3 separate regions of the Zea mays genome follow, and all the other regions are linked to region 2. Evidence: chromatin contacts called from public Hi-C data. All regions are on one chromosome and are shown on one strand. Each heading gives the region's core, a stretch centred on a gene start, on an enhancer-like site or on the middle of the called end of the contact. The rest is flanking DNA. Distances are from core to core; before and after follow the strand shown.

The links. Hi-C and Micro-C count contacts between places; a contact is called where the count stands out from the background.
Region 1: a Hi-C map of ear shows a contact between it and region 2, with 2.0 times the contacts expected there. The contact joins the promoter of LOC100273941 here to the promoter of LOC100125650 in region 2. A contact is called at or near these places in 2 of 25 Hi-C or Micro-C datasets (ear and tassel).
Region 3: a contact with region 2 is called in a Hi-C map of ear, with 2.4 times the contacts expected there. The contact joins the promoter of LOC100284931 here to the promoter of LOC100125650 in region 2. A contact is called at or near these places in 2 of 25 Hi-C or Micro-C datasets (ear and endosperm).

What each region holds. Positions count from the first base shown.
Region 1 is chr1:177,763,956-177,767,939 of Zm-B73-REFERENCE-NAM-5.0, forward strand. LOC100273941 reads right to left here and starts at 2,026. Exons shown (of 1, transcript NM_001148332.1): 1 at 648-2,026. The coding sequence starts at 1,967. The coding sequence ends at 966. LOC111590625 (U2 spliceosomal RNA) reads right to left here and starts at 3,303; the gene lies at 3,116-3,303. LOC100193821 reads left to right here. Exons shown (of 6, transcript NM_001367039.1): 6 at 1-57.
Region 2 is chr1:177,938,742-177,942,786 of Zm-B73-REFERENCE-NAM-5.0, forward strand. It overlaps LOC100125650 (barren inflorescence 2), which reads left to right and starts at 1,826. Exons shown (of 2, transcript NM_001112581.1): 1 at 1,826-2,647; 2 at 2,754-3,582. The coding sequence starts at 1,941. The coding sequence ends at 3,522.
Region 3 is chr1:178,101,353-178,105,883 of Zm-B73-REFERENCE-NAM-5.0, forward strand. It overlaps LOC100284931, which reads right to left and starts at 3,098. Exons shown (of 3, transcript NM_001372149.1): 1 at 2,412-3,098; 2 at 1,861-2,167; 3 at 1,277-1,705. The coding sequence starts at 3,001. The coding sequence ends at 1,550. LOC100273038 (hydrolase-like protein) reads right to left here. Exons shown (of 10, transcript NM_001147487.1): 9 at 4,449-4,515; 10 at 3,758-4,292. The coding sequence ends at 4,458.

The DNA.
Region 1 (3,984 bases), core at 776-3,275, 170 kb before region 2:
TTGGTGTCAAATTGACGATCCTGTGTTTCAAAGTATGGTTATTGGATCGTGTTGCCAGCTTTTGCGTGATTTGTCACACGTATAATCACTATAGCTGACTTGCTGGTACAAATAGCAATGGGTAAAAATAGGGTGGGTATATGCCTGGTAACTAAGACCATGTTCGGTAGTTGAGTGTTGGAGATAGTCTAACATTAACCTGAAAAATAATTTGTCCTGTAAATGAGTCAATATATTAATAAGGAAGGAGAAAAGAAATAAGTGATATTTGACTTTAACTTAAGCTTTATTACAAGTACTATTAATAATGTTAGGAGACGCAAGTTATGTTGATTTTAAGCTGAATTTAAAACTCATGGATTTGTAGGTATAGGTAGTGCAAGAATAAATTTATGTACATACACATTGGTTTTTTTTGAAGCTATTAATAAACATATGGATAAAGAAAATAGTTGAAACCTATGCAGCAAAATCTCATCAGGTCTAGAGTGGTTACCCATCGCAAATCTCTACTTGCTGGTAAGCTGACTTGCACTAGATATATAGCCAGAAGGTTGCAAATTAAGAAGCTTCTCGCTTAGCTGTTTAGTGTGTACAACAAGTCCACCAGCTAGTCAGTCAAGCAGGGCCTTTTGCTGTTTAACCGTGTTGGCAAGTGTGCATTATATTATTGCTGTCTCAGCATCATCTGTTTACTTCGTTTGTCAGTTTCCACCAGCTACTCGACTTCTTCATCGCAGATATAAAGTCATAAACAAACGTGCCACAGATCTTACAAAAAAAAGTTCCGATTATTGTTGTCATCAAACTTCAAAAGACTCGATCAAAACAGATTTTCAACTCACACGAGACACGAACAATTCAACCACACCGAAGAACGCATACGATCCAGTAGTGGATGTAAACGTACGTAACAGTAGCTCAACACACGAACCGAACAAAGCCACACCACGAACATCTGTCTGTCAGATCATATTATCCAGCTCGGCCTCAGGGACAGGGACGAGATGGTCGGCCGGCACCGGCGCCCGCGCCTGCGGCGGCGCCGGCGCCGGGTCTAGGAGGCGCAGGTACTGCTTGATGCTGTGGAAGCGCAATGGCTCGAGCAAGGTAAGGAACGGCAGGGGGAAGCGCCCTGACCCGCCTGAGCTAAGCAGGCGAACGTTGGTGCCGGCGTCCGCGTACCCGAAGAAAGTCGGCGGCAGCGTGGGCACGACGTCGCGGTCGACGATGACGCGCTGCACGGACACGTGGCGCTGCCCGGCCACGAGCTCGTCGCAGAACGCCTGGTTGCCGACGCGGGGGGCCGCGAACGTCACGGCTCTGACGGCGGCCACCACCCCGAGCGCCGCCGCGGGGGCGGCGGCGTCCCACGCGGCCAGCAGGGCCAGCGCGCCGCCGAGGCTGTGCCCGGTGGCCGTGACGCGGATCTTCTCGCCGGGGTGCCTGCTCCTCACGTACGTCACCAGCCGGGTCAGCTCGGCCAGCACCTGGGTGCGCGCGCTGGTCCGCATGGCGCAGGCCTCGCAGCTGGACGTGTACAGGCTCTCGAAGCCCCTCTCCACCCGCACTGTCCCGGCCTGCTGCTCGCCGTGGATCGGAACGAGGACCGCCTGCAGGTCCTTGAGCAGCTCGTCCAGCGCCGACGTGCCGCGCCACACGACCGCGATGTCGCGGTACCCGACGCGGTCGCGCTCGGCGTCGGTCGCGAGGGCCACGTATCCGATCCAGTGCTGCTCGTGCTGGCAACCGTCGTCGTCGTTTCCCTCGTTCACGCCGTCGCCGGCCAAGATGTTGACGGTGGCGTAGATGAACGAGGTGGCCACGTAGCCGCTGCCGCCGAGGCCGACGGCGGGCAGCATGTCGGCCAGGGAGTAGCGGCAGGTGCCATTGTGGTCGTCGTAGGCGGCGTAGGCGGCCTGCGCGAGCTTGCAGTAGTTGAAGACCTGGCCTTCGTCTGCGGCCATGGTGTGTGGCTTCGTCTACACACTCTACACTAGCTAGCTAGGGCAACAACTTCCTCTTGTTCTATTGGCGCGTTATCACCATGATACACCTAAACACGTATTTATAGCCGCTTGGCCCTTGCAACTGTATGTATATTGTCGCAGCGACACAGCCCATGACTAGCTACATGGTTGAGATTCATTATATTATATACTCGTAAAAATGGCCGTATGTTGCTACAATTTTCATTTATGTTTAATTATAGAGTATAAAGTACAAAGACATGTATTCTGTTAGTTAGGTGGGTGTGAACGTGAGTTTAGAGCCAATGAACAATGGTTTAAATCTCTATTTATGTAGTATAATTTTAATTATTTTATCATTTAAATGTGTGGGAGCACAACGATGGTAGAAGCCGTGTAACCGTAAAAATAATTGGTGCTTTATACAGTAGAAGATATATGCTATGAAAATTCTCAACCTCATCCAATTCAAAATGTGCGTGTAGGCATTAGACAAACAATTAAAACTGTACTAACCACTAACCCACATATATAAGTAGTAAATGAGATGACACATGCATACACACATTTTGTTCGGATGAAGCCTTTGATATGGTCGTACAAAAAATATGAAACATCCACTTGTTGGCAACACGATGACTAAATGTGCTAATAATGTGCATGGCAGATGGACCTTAGCTTGACTAATACAAAAGCGCGTGACGTACTGCACGCGCGGTGACAAAAATTCATACCCCGGATGTAATTTCCCCCCTACTTTGCATATGGTGTAAGAGCTTCTTGATAGATTGTTTTTGCAGAATTCATATCCTTTCACCCACCACCCTCGTACGGCCATGTTCGGTTATTCTCATCATAGATTGGATATGAGATTAAAAAACTGAGAAAGATTTTGATTTGTTAATTAGGGATTTAAACACACACTCGATGCTTTCCAATCTGCACATGGATTGATATGTATTTATAGCCTCTTGGCCCTTGGTACTGTAGTATGTATATCGCAGCCCAGTGCAAGCTCCATCGACGAGATACTTTATATATATCCGATGGAAATTCTCAACTGGTTCCAGTTTAAAATGTGTGTAGGCATTAGACAAACACTTAAGACTGTAACCCACTAATTAACTCTCACTAGTCTAATACATTGCGACGGTACCCAACCAGATATTGATTGGACGAGCAAGCGGCACTTGAGAGTTTAATGGACCATCCACATAAAAATACCCATAATAAATGAATTTAATGTCAAAGTGAACATATTGTTTATATACCAGATATTGAACTGGTGAAACAAATATTACACTTGATCTCAGCCAAAAGACCGAAAAAATGAGTTGAAAAGAAGCCCCTATATTCGAATTAAATTATAGCCAATGTTTTGGCTTAGGACTTGGAGCGAGAAGATGGTGTAGATCTGATGCCCTGACCAAAATCATCATTGAGATTTCATAGGTAACATATGTAAATTCATTTATGGTAAAGGCTTAACAATTTTCTCCAAGTTTAGCAAGACATAGAAAAAAGCACAAGTACGCCAACAAGATCATTCCTAAAATACCAAATACAACAAGTCTATCCTCTACCGCTTAACATGATTACTGAAATACATACTTGCTCTTGCCTTTAGAGTATCATATCAAACAATAAAAACATTTTCCACTTTTACAGAGCCTTGTACTCATTTCCAATTGCATAGTTGGTTTCACTTAAAATTCAATGTGAAATGAATTCGTCATGAACAAAACATTTTCATAATTATGCTCTAGCAATGTTCCACAGTTAAATGGCTAGAAATTTGTATAAGACCTCGCCACATTTGGTGATATGTGGAATGCACGAACTACACCCTATGTTGAAGGAGCGAAGTGGAGCTCGCACCAGAGCGGAAGACGAGTGAGCTAGGAGACGGGCTCCCGGTCCCTAGGGGCGACGAGGAGGTTTAGAGTTGGCTGGACTCGATGCAACTTTTATCACCTAGTGAGCATCCTTATCCAGAGGCGAGCGCCCTAATCCT
Region 2 (4,045 bases), core at 576-3,075:
TTTGACCTGTTTTGTACCATCATATTACACTCTTTTCTTTGTATTAGTTTTGACTTGTAGAGGTTTTCTCATCCAAAGTTTTTAACGAGGTAATATCAACTAAGCTATATGCTTCATCATTGATTTTCCCCCACAGGGGTTTTTTAGGAATGATGATTACCAACATATTTTATTTTGGAGTTCAAAGTGAGATTTACTCATAATCGAAAAGACATTGTGTACTTCTTATTTTTGTCACATGGTTTTTGAGGAGATAATATATTTGAAGACAACTGACAAATGGTCAAATGGACTTGGATTGATCAAGGGAGAGTGTTACAAAATATGTTACAAACATTGTGACCAATCCAAGAGGCTCGACGACTACTCTTCAAGGGACACACCCCTTGGGGATATACCCCTCCATATGTATATAAACAGGGCCTCCCCCTGCAATAATAACAGTGACTGTCACTTTCTCTCTACATCTCTGTGTCTCGTTTACATAACTCTCTAACAGGATCAACGCCGTTTCACAGACACATTGAAACAGAAGCACGCGTCACGTACGTCGTGTAGGAAGGAAACAAATATATGTTAGCATTCACATTAATATTGGCCCATGTATCAACCTACCATTCGGTAGATTGACAATGCTACATATTAAAGCCAGTTGTTTAGACTGTTACAACTGTAATCTATACAAATAAAATATTGTAGAAATCAGTATAGATTAAAGCCAAACAACAAACGTGATGCGATCTATTAAGCTCCTGGCCTCGTGGGGCAAGAAAACTAGGGTTCGTTGTCCCTGTCTTTGGAGTGTGCTGCAAATTTGACGCCAGTGATCATGCTCCCAGTAGTAGTGGACTACTAGGAGCTTGTATCCTGGAGAAGACAGGCACCAATCACATGCATCGGCGCGTACATTCTGCGTGGTTCTTTGACATTTTCTTGCACTGTTGGTTCCCGTTTTCTCTGCAGTACTGTACTAGTACGTACTGCCAGTGGAAGCTCAGCAGCACCAGGCGCGGTTTGAAGAGAGAGAGAGATAGAGAGAAAAAATGCGACGCTTTTGACCGGCCCCTACGCCACCGTGAGAACCGTGCCAGGGGAATCGGGCGGGCCACGCAACGCTGCCTTCCTTCCTTGCGGTTCACGGCGGCGAGCCGGCGACACCGGCCGGAATGTGGACTTTTCACGGCGCTGCCGTCGTTGCCGTCCCCGACAAAGTTACCAGTTAAGTTAGCTTACAAACCATGCTAGAATAAACCACTGAACCACCTGCTTAATCCCTGCCTAACCATGCCCACCTCGTGCTTAATTAGCACTAGCTAGGTTCTCTCTCCTGTCTTCTCAATATCTCAAGCCGGGTTTACGCAACGCCCATGTGTGGCTGGCCAAGTTTAAAAAGCGACCTCTCCCTACGCCTGAATTTTAAAATAGTTTTAAAATAAGATCCATATGTTTAAAAGGAGGGTTTTCGAATCTTATAGAGTCAAAAATATTTTACAGTAAAAACTTACAGTAAAAAGCGACCTCTCCATAACGGCTCCTGTGCATACATCACGACCCTACCCGTCTACTAGCAAGTAGCAACTGCAACTCCGCTTTGACTTTGACTTGCCTGCTTCCACGCGGACGCTGCCATCCATGCTCGCAGTAATAAAAGCCTGCGGCGCGGCGGATTGACGGATCTGCCCCTCCGTTTTACACGACTAGCCAAGGCACAGCACAACCACGAGTCTGTAGGCTACTGGGCTGAGGTCGCCGCTGGTATAATTATAAAGCGCCCGCGCCACCAACTCCCTTGTCCGCACGCCGCGACCGCCGGAAACCTCACTCCTCGTCCTCGCTCGGAGACACGGCAAGCGAGTCCTCCTCACTCACGCAAACACACGCCGTGCCGCGAGCGCACGAGACAACCGAGCGGAGCTGCCGCCTGCCCGCCAGTGCCAGCCATGGACGCCGCGGTGCGCGTCCCCCCGGCGCTCGGGAACAAGACGGTGACCGAGGTGACGCCGCCGCCGCCACCACCGGCGGGGGAGGAGCGGCTGTCGGACGCCGACACGACGGCGTCGTCGACGGCGGCGCCCAACTCGAGCCTCAGCTCGGCCAGCAGCGCCGCCAGCCTGCCGCGCTGCTCCAGCCTGTCCCGCCTCTCCTTCGACTGCTCTCCGTCCGCGGCCCTGTCCTCTTCCTCGGCGGCGGCGGCGGCCGCGGCCGCGTCATCGCCGGCGCCAGCGCCGGCGCGGCCGCACCGGGCAGGGGACGCGGCGTGGGCGGCGATCCGCGCGGCGTCGGCGTCGGCCGCGGCGCCGCTGGGGCCGCGGGACTTCAGGCTGCTGCGCCGCGTGGGCGGCGGCGACGTCGGCACCGTGTACCTGTGCCGCCTCAGGGCGCCACCCGCGCCCGCGCCCGTCTGCTGCCTGTACGCGATGAAGGTGGTGGACCGGCGCGTGGCGGCCGCGAAGAAGAAGCTGGAGCACGCGGCGGCGGAGCGGCGGATCCTGCGGGCGCTGGACCATCCGTTCCTGCCCACGCTCTTCGCCGACTTCGACGCCGCGCCGCACTTCTCCTGCGTCGTCACGGAGTTCTGCCCCGGCGGGGACCTCCACTCGCTCCGCCACCGCATGCCCAACCGCCGCTTCCCGCTCCCGTCAGCTCGGTGAGCGCAAGCCTAGCCTAGTACTAGTGCTAGTGCTAGTGGAGTGCTACAGCCTACAGATACGTCGTCGTCTTTTTTGTATTTACGGTCGTTGCGGTGGGTGCAGGTTCTACGCGGCGGAGGTGTTGCTGGCGCTGGAGTACCTGCACATGATGGGCATCGTGTACCGCGACCTCAAGCCGGAGAACGTGCTGATCCGCGCGGACGGCCACATCATGCTCACGGACTTCGACCTGTCGCTGCAGTGCACGTCGACGCCGTCGCTCGAGCCGTGCGCCGCCCCCGAGGCGGCGGCGGCGTCCTGCTTCCCGGACCACCTGTTCCGCCGCCGGCGCGCGCGACTCCGCCGTGCCGCCTCGGCGCGGCGGCCGCCAACGACCCTGGTGGCGGAGCCGGTGGAGGCGCGGTCGTGCTCGTTCGTGGGCACGCACGAGTACGTGGCGCCCGAGGTGGCCCGCGGCGGGCCCCACGGCGCGGCCGTCGACTGGTGGGCGCTCGGCGTGTTCCTGTACGAGCTCCTGCACGGGCGCACCCCGTTCGCGGGCGCCGACAACGAGGCCACGCTCCGCAACATCGCGCGCCGCCCGCTGTCCTTCCCCGCTGCCGGCGCCGGTGATGCCGACGCGCGCGACCTCATCGCCCGCCTCCTCGCCAAGGACCCGCGCCACCGGTTGGGGTCCCGGCGCGGCGCCGCCGACGTGAAGGCGCACCCGTTCTTCCGCGGGCTCAACTTCGCGCTGCTCCGGTCCTCCCGCCCGCCCGTCGTCCCCGCCGCGTCGCGCTCCCCGCTGCACCGCTCGCAGTCCTGCAGCGCGGCGCGCACGAGAGCGTCGAAGCCGAAGCCGCCGCCGGACACCCGGTTCGACCTGTTCTGACACGACCGTTGCCGGCGTCACGCACGTGCGTGTTGACCTAGTTGCATCACTCGCCATTGTACAGAGTGTTTAACGAGCTGCTAGTAGCAGCAGTACGTCATTAACTAGTCTAATCGAACTTGCATTCCAACTCTGCTCGGTCGAGGTCTTCTGTCGCTGAATTCCGAGGCATGTTCCGCTGACGTTGCGCGGCTAGGGTTGACAGCGGGCGAGGTGTGTCGGGTGGTGATGGTAACAGCGGGCCACATGGGTGCTGGACCTGTCTGCTGACAGGGGTGCTCAGCCAGGCGATTACATTAATGGCGCCGGTTGACCTGGAGCGCGCGCTTGGCTGCGGCCTGCGGGCGACGTGACGTGGCTCGTGGAGTGGAGTGGTTCCGCTTGCTGGGGAGACGTGCGGCAGGCCCTGCGGATGCTGGGATCACTGCTCAAATCTGCTCTGCTAAACTGAAGCTAGTTCTTGTCTTATCTTAAAAAATAAGCTAAATAAAGTAGTCTGAACATATCTTAAGGACCTGTTTGG
Region 3 (4,531 bases), core at 1,848-4,347, 160 kb after region 2:
GATTGAACAACAGTGATGCGGATGGACGATCCAGATTGAACAACAGCGATGGACGCTCCAGATTGAACGAAGGCAGAACGGCAGGCTACCCTTAGAGCCTTAATAAGTAGTAGAGATAGTGTAATATATATATATATATATATATATATATATATATATATATATATATATATATATATATATATATCCTGCAAATACACAGGACGACAAGGGGGCGATTAGGCTCGATCAGAGGTGATTAATTGCCCTGATCGTCGTCTAATCGCAACTAATCGTCCAGTGGGATCCATACCATCTGAAAACAATGTGTAGGTGTACTAATCGAATCCACGCTACAATACTACAACAGTATGTATCATCATATTTGTCAATGTGGATAACTTACAGTTCATTTGCTATGCAGTACCCGATACTACCAAGAGTGAGGAAAAAGTAAGAAACAAGTACACATAAATAAATGGAAGCGAACATTTTGAACTGCGGTTCAACTTCAACAAACAGATATGCAAGCAGGACTTAACACCTAACTATCTGGCTGTTTATCATGAATGTATCTGGCCATGTTCAGAAAATATATACAAATACACTGGTAGTTCGTAGAAATATTACACAACCAAATTCGTTCAAAATGCAGCACCTTAATAAAATGACTATGGTCACATAGGCCATGCAACAAAACTTTAAAGTCTGGTTTGGTGGATAAGGATTACGAGAGGATCCATAGGAGAGGAATCCTCTTGCTATTCAATTTTCACCAAATTAGCTCTCACCAAATTAGCTCTTAGAGGGCACATCTATTGTCGGAGACTCCTACACGGGGTCTGCGAAAGGGATAAACCAAGATAAGCCTTCTGCTGCAAATATATAGAGATTGCTTTGACGTCTGCAAAAGGGATAAACCAAGATAAACCTTCCCCGCAAATATAGAGGCTGCTTTAAACCTGTGATGAGACAGCTCTCACCACCACGTCAGCACTTCTGGAGCAAAACTTCCAAATTAAAAAAAAAGGACTCCAAACCAGGTAGCATCCCAATAAGACATGATCTTTATGCAAGGCTGTCAGATATTACCACTCTACCACTTAGCGTAACAATACTAACAACACCAAAGTCCGAAGCCTTCTAATTATAAGCATTCTAATTATAAGCAAGTTGGATTAAGCTAGAGATGAAATCCAACAAGGGTAACAAAGATTGAGCATAGAGTAACAAAACAGGTCTTAGAAATCGTACTGGTGACAAGAAAGAAGGAATTTTGTTGAACCAGGAACCAAATAAACTATACAAATTTATATAATTTAACCAACTAAATTACACATCATATAATTTAATTTCGAGGTTCCACTGCAACCAGTCATGCTCAAGAAACAGGAGAACATCGATGTCTTAGTATTATTAATTACCACAAACAGGAACAGCAGTGCAAGAAGTAAATAGCAGAAGGAAAACAAGAGGTATTAATACAAAACAGGCAGGAAGCGTCTAATATAGAGAAGAGTAAAATTCAGACGTTGGCTATCCTCTCTTCCATGCAGCTCATTCCCTTCACTCAGATTGGCATGCCTTTTGGCACGATCTGGTCCTTTATCCACATGTAAATAGGCACCAGAACATAGTAGGCAGCACATATCGTTCCTACGAGGAAGCGGAAGAGGAAGGTGATCGGATTCACTGGCTTGCTGACATCCTCCGCCTTGGGACCAAGCTGCATAGGAAATAAAACGGAGAACTCATACCAAAGCCATTGAATGCCTACCTACTTGCAGGAAAATGAACAATCTAGAGTCTTAACGAGATGTGCCAGAACCAGAAGCGCCACCTCTTTCCATTGTTATTAGCAAAATGAAAAGGAAAAGGTACCTCCAAGGGAGAGTCACCGCGCTCTCTCTTGACGCCTGTGACGGAGCAGCCCATGATGAGGCCATGCCTTCGGACACCGCGGTACCACTTCGGTCCAATCCTCTTCAGCTTGACATCCCTAAACCCAGCCTTCTTGAACCACTCGATGTACTCTTCCTCCTTGGGGAAGAGCATCCACATGTCGGCGAAGAAGCGGGACAGCCAGAAGGTCGGGTAGACCGGGCCGATCACACAAGCTAGCCCACCAAATCTCAGGACCCTGTAGGCTTCCTTGATCCCCCGCTGTGGGTCTGGCCAGTACTCGATGCTGCAAAGCACCATGACAGGGCAGGAAAATCAGCAATCCGTACTTGGGTAGCTCAGCTGTCATACTAATGGCTTGTTTGGGAGCAAGGGGATGATTAATTCCCTTTAATCCCCTTCTTCCAAACAGGCCCTAATGGAATGTGCAATCATCGCAGCACCGCTTATTTGGAACATATTCACAATACGCACAGGATGGTATACACGGACAGTAGCGAATCGAGCGGCAGGGGAGGACGAGAAGAGACCTGCCGGCGGAGATGTATCGGTCGAAGGAGTCGGTGGGGAACGGGAGGTCCTCGGCGTCGCCCTCCATGATGGTGACCCCCTTGAGGGCCTCCTTCTGCCGGGCCTTGTCGAGCTGGTGCGGGGACTGGTCGAGCAGCGTGACGTTCTCCGGGTTGACGTGCTTGACGATGCCGAGCGTGGTGAACCCCGTGCCGCCGCCGACGTCGACGACCGTGAGGTGGCGGCTGAAGAGGTCGGCAGGTTCCAGCGCGTCGTCGCGCATGTCCTCGGTCCAGTGGCCCGGATTGATGACGTGGTCGTACACGATGGAGAGGAAGCGGTAGAACCAGAAGGCCTCCTTCTTGTGCTGGATGAAGCGCGGCGCCGTGGCGGGCCGCGCCGCCGCGGGGGACGACGACGCCGCGCATCGCAGCCTGGCGCCCACCGCGACGGGGCTGCTCATCCGCCTGGCGAGGGCGAGGGGGCGGGGGAGGCCGGCGGCCTTGGAGGGGCCGAGGAAGCCCAGCCCCGCGGGACCGCGGACCCTGCATCTACCCTGCGCGAGCGCCCGCGCGCCTCCGCCCGGCGCGTAGGTGGAGGCCATCGCCATTGCCGCCGCCCGCGCTGCGAAGATGAGGAGGGGGGATGCGACGAGGAGAGTGAGGCCACGCTCCTGGGACTGGAAGGGAGAGAGGATGTGTGGTGGCTGGTGGGCGTATTGGATGGATGGGCTGCGGCGCTGCGCGGTGCCGTCCTCTCCTTCTCACACACACGGCCCGCGCCTGCCCTACTGGCCGTGCCGCGTGTCGGCGTGTGTGCGCGCGCGTGCGCGCGGCATGTGGGCCAGGGACCGGCCTGCTTGGATGAACGGCAAATTTTTTTTGGAAGCCCAAGGTAGAGATTGGAAGTCAGAACTTCTTTTAGGGGTGTTTGGTTACACCCCGCTAAAATTTAGTCTCTGTCCCATCGAATGTTTGAACCTCCGTTCCGGATATTAAATGTAGTCGGATTATAAAACTAATTTGTCAGCCAAAGATTAAAAGACGAGACGAATCTAGTCCAGTTGGTTGGGTCTATATTTCATACTCATATTTAAAAGTCAAACGTTTGATGTGACCCGGGCTAAACTTTAGCAGGAGCAACCAAACACCCCCTTACGAAAAAAGAGTAGTAGTTTTTCTTAAAGAAACCTCTGCTGATACTCAGGAATCAGGCCTAGACCATGAATCGTTTCACTTTTAGTCAAACATTATTAACTTTGACCACATTTATATAAAAATATTAATATTTATAGTACATAATTAATATCGTTAGATAGATTTTTGAATTTATTTTTATAGTAAAGTTATTTGAAGATATAAATATTACTAATATATTTTATAAATCTAGTCAAACTTAAAAAGTTTGAGCGACAAACATTGGTGAACCTAGAGTAGGAGTCATCTGCGTGCTCTTCACAAGCAAGAGTCTTGGAGATCGTGTGGCTCGGTCTGGCGCCACGAACATGCTCAATCGACTTTCCTCTTACGGTATACTACAATACATGACCCGGGCGCGACCGAGGGAAAAAAAATCGCATGCTCAGTTCGACTGGTGGGCATGCATCCAGTGCAGTGTAGCTTCCAATTGACAAGATTACAAGAACATTCGACTACCTTTACCAGGGAGATGGCCATTAATTTGCCGGGGCACTGAACCAGCTACTAGCAAGTGGCTACTCTCTCTCTTTTCTTTTCTTTTTCTCTTTTTTATTCAGAGATTCACGTATAAACTAGCGAAACGTAAAATGATGCACCAAATAGGCTCGCCTTTTTAGTCAGTTTGCACTTTCTTCACAAGTGGGAATGGATGTTACATCAGCCAGAAAGCCTGGCGCGGTTCGCTGAGTATGGCATATTTTCCTGATATACAGCGAAGAGTAGAAGACTGTCAGTGAACCGACAAACATCATATGCATGGTACGCTGGATAGTGAACTGTTAGACCAACGGACCATGATAATGAACAAAGCAATGTGACCTATCGCTATATAGTCAAAACAAAGGCAGTGACGTGTACCTTTCACGGCTACAGATCAATGTAGACACGCAAGCCATCACGAGCTAACTGCACGTCAATCCCCTCCCTGCGTTTCCAAATTA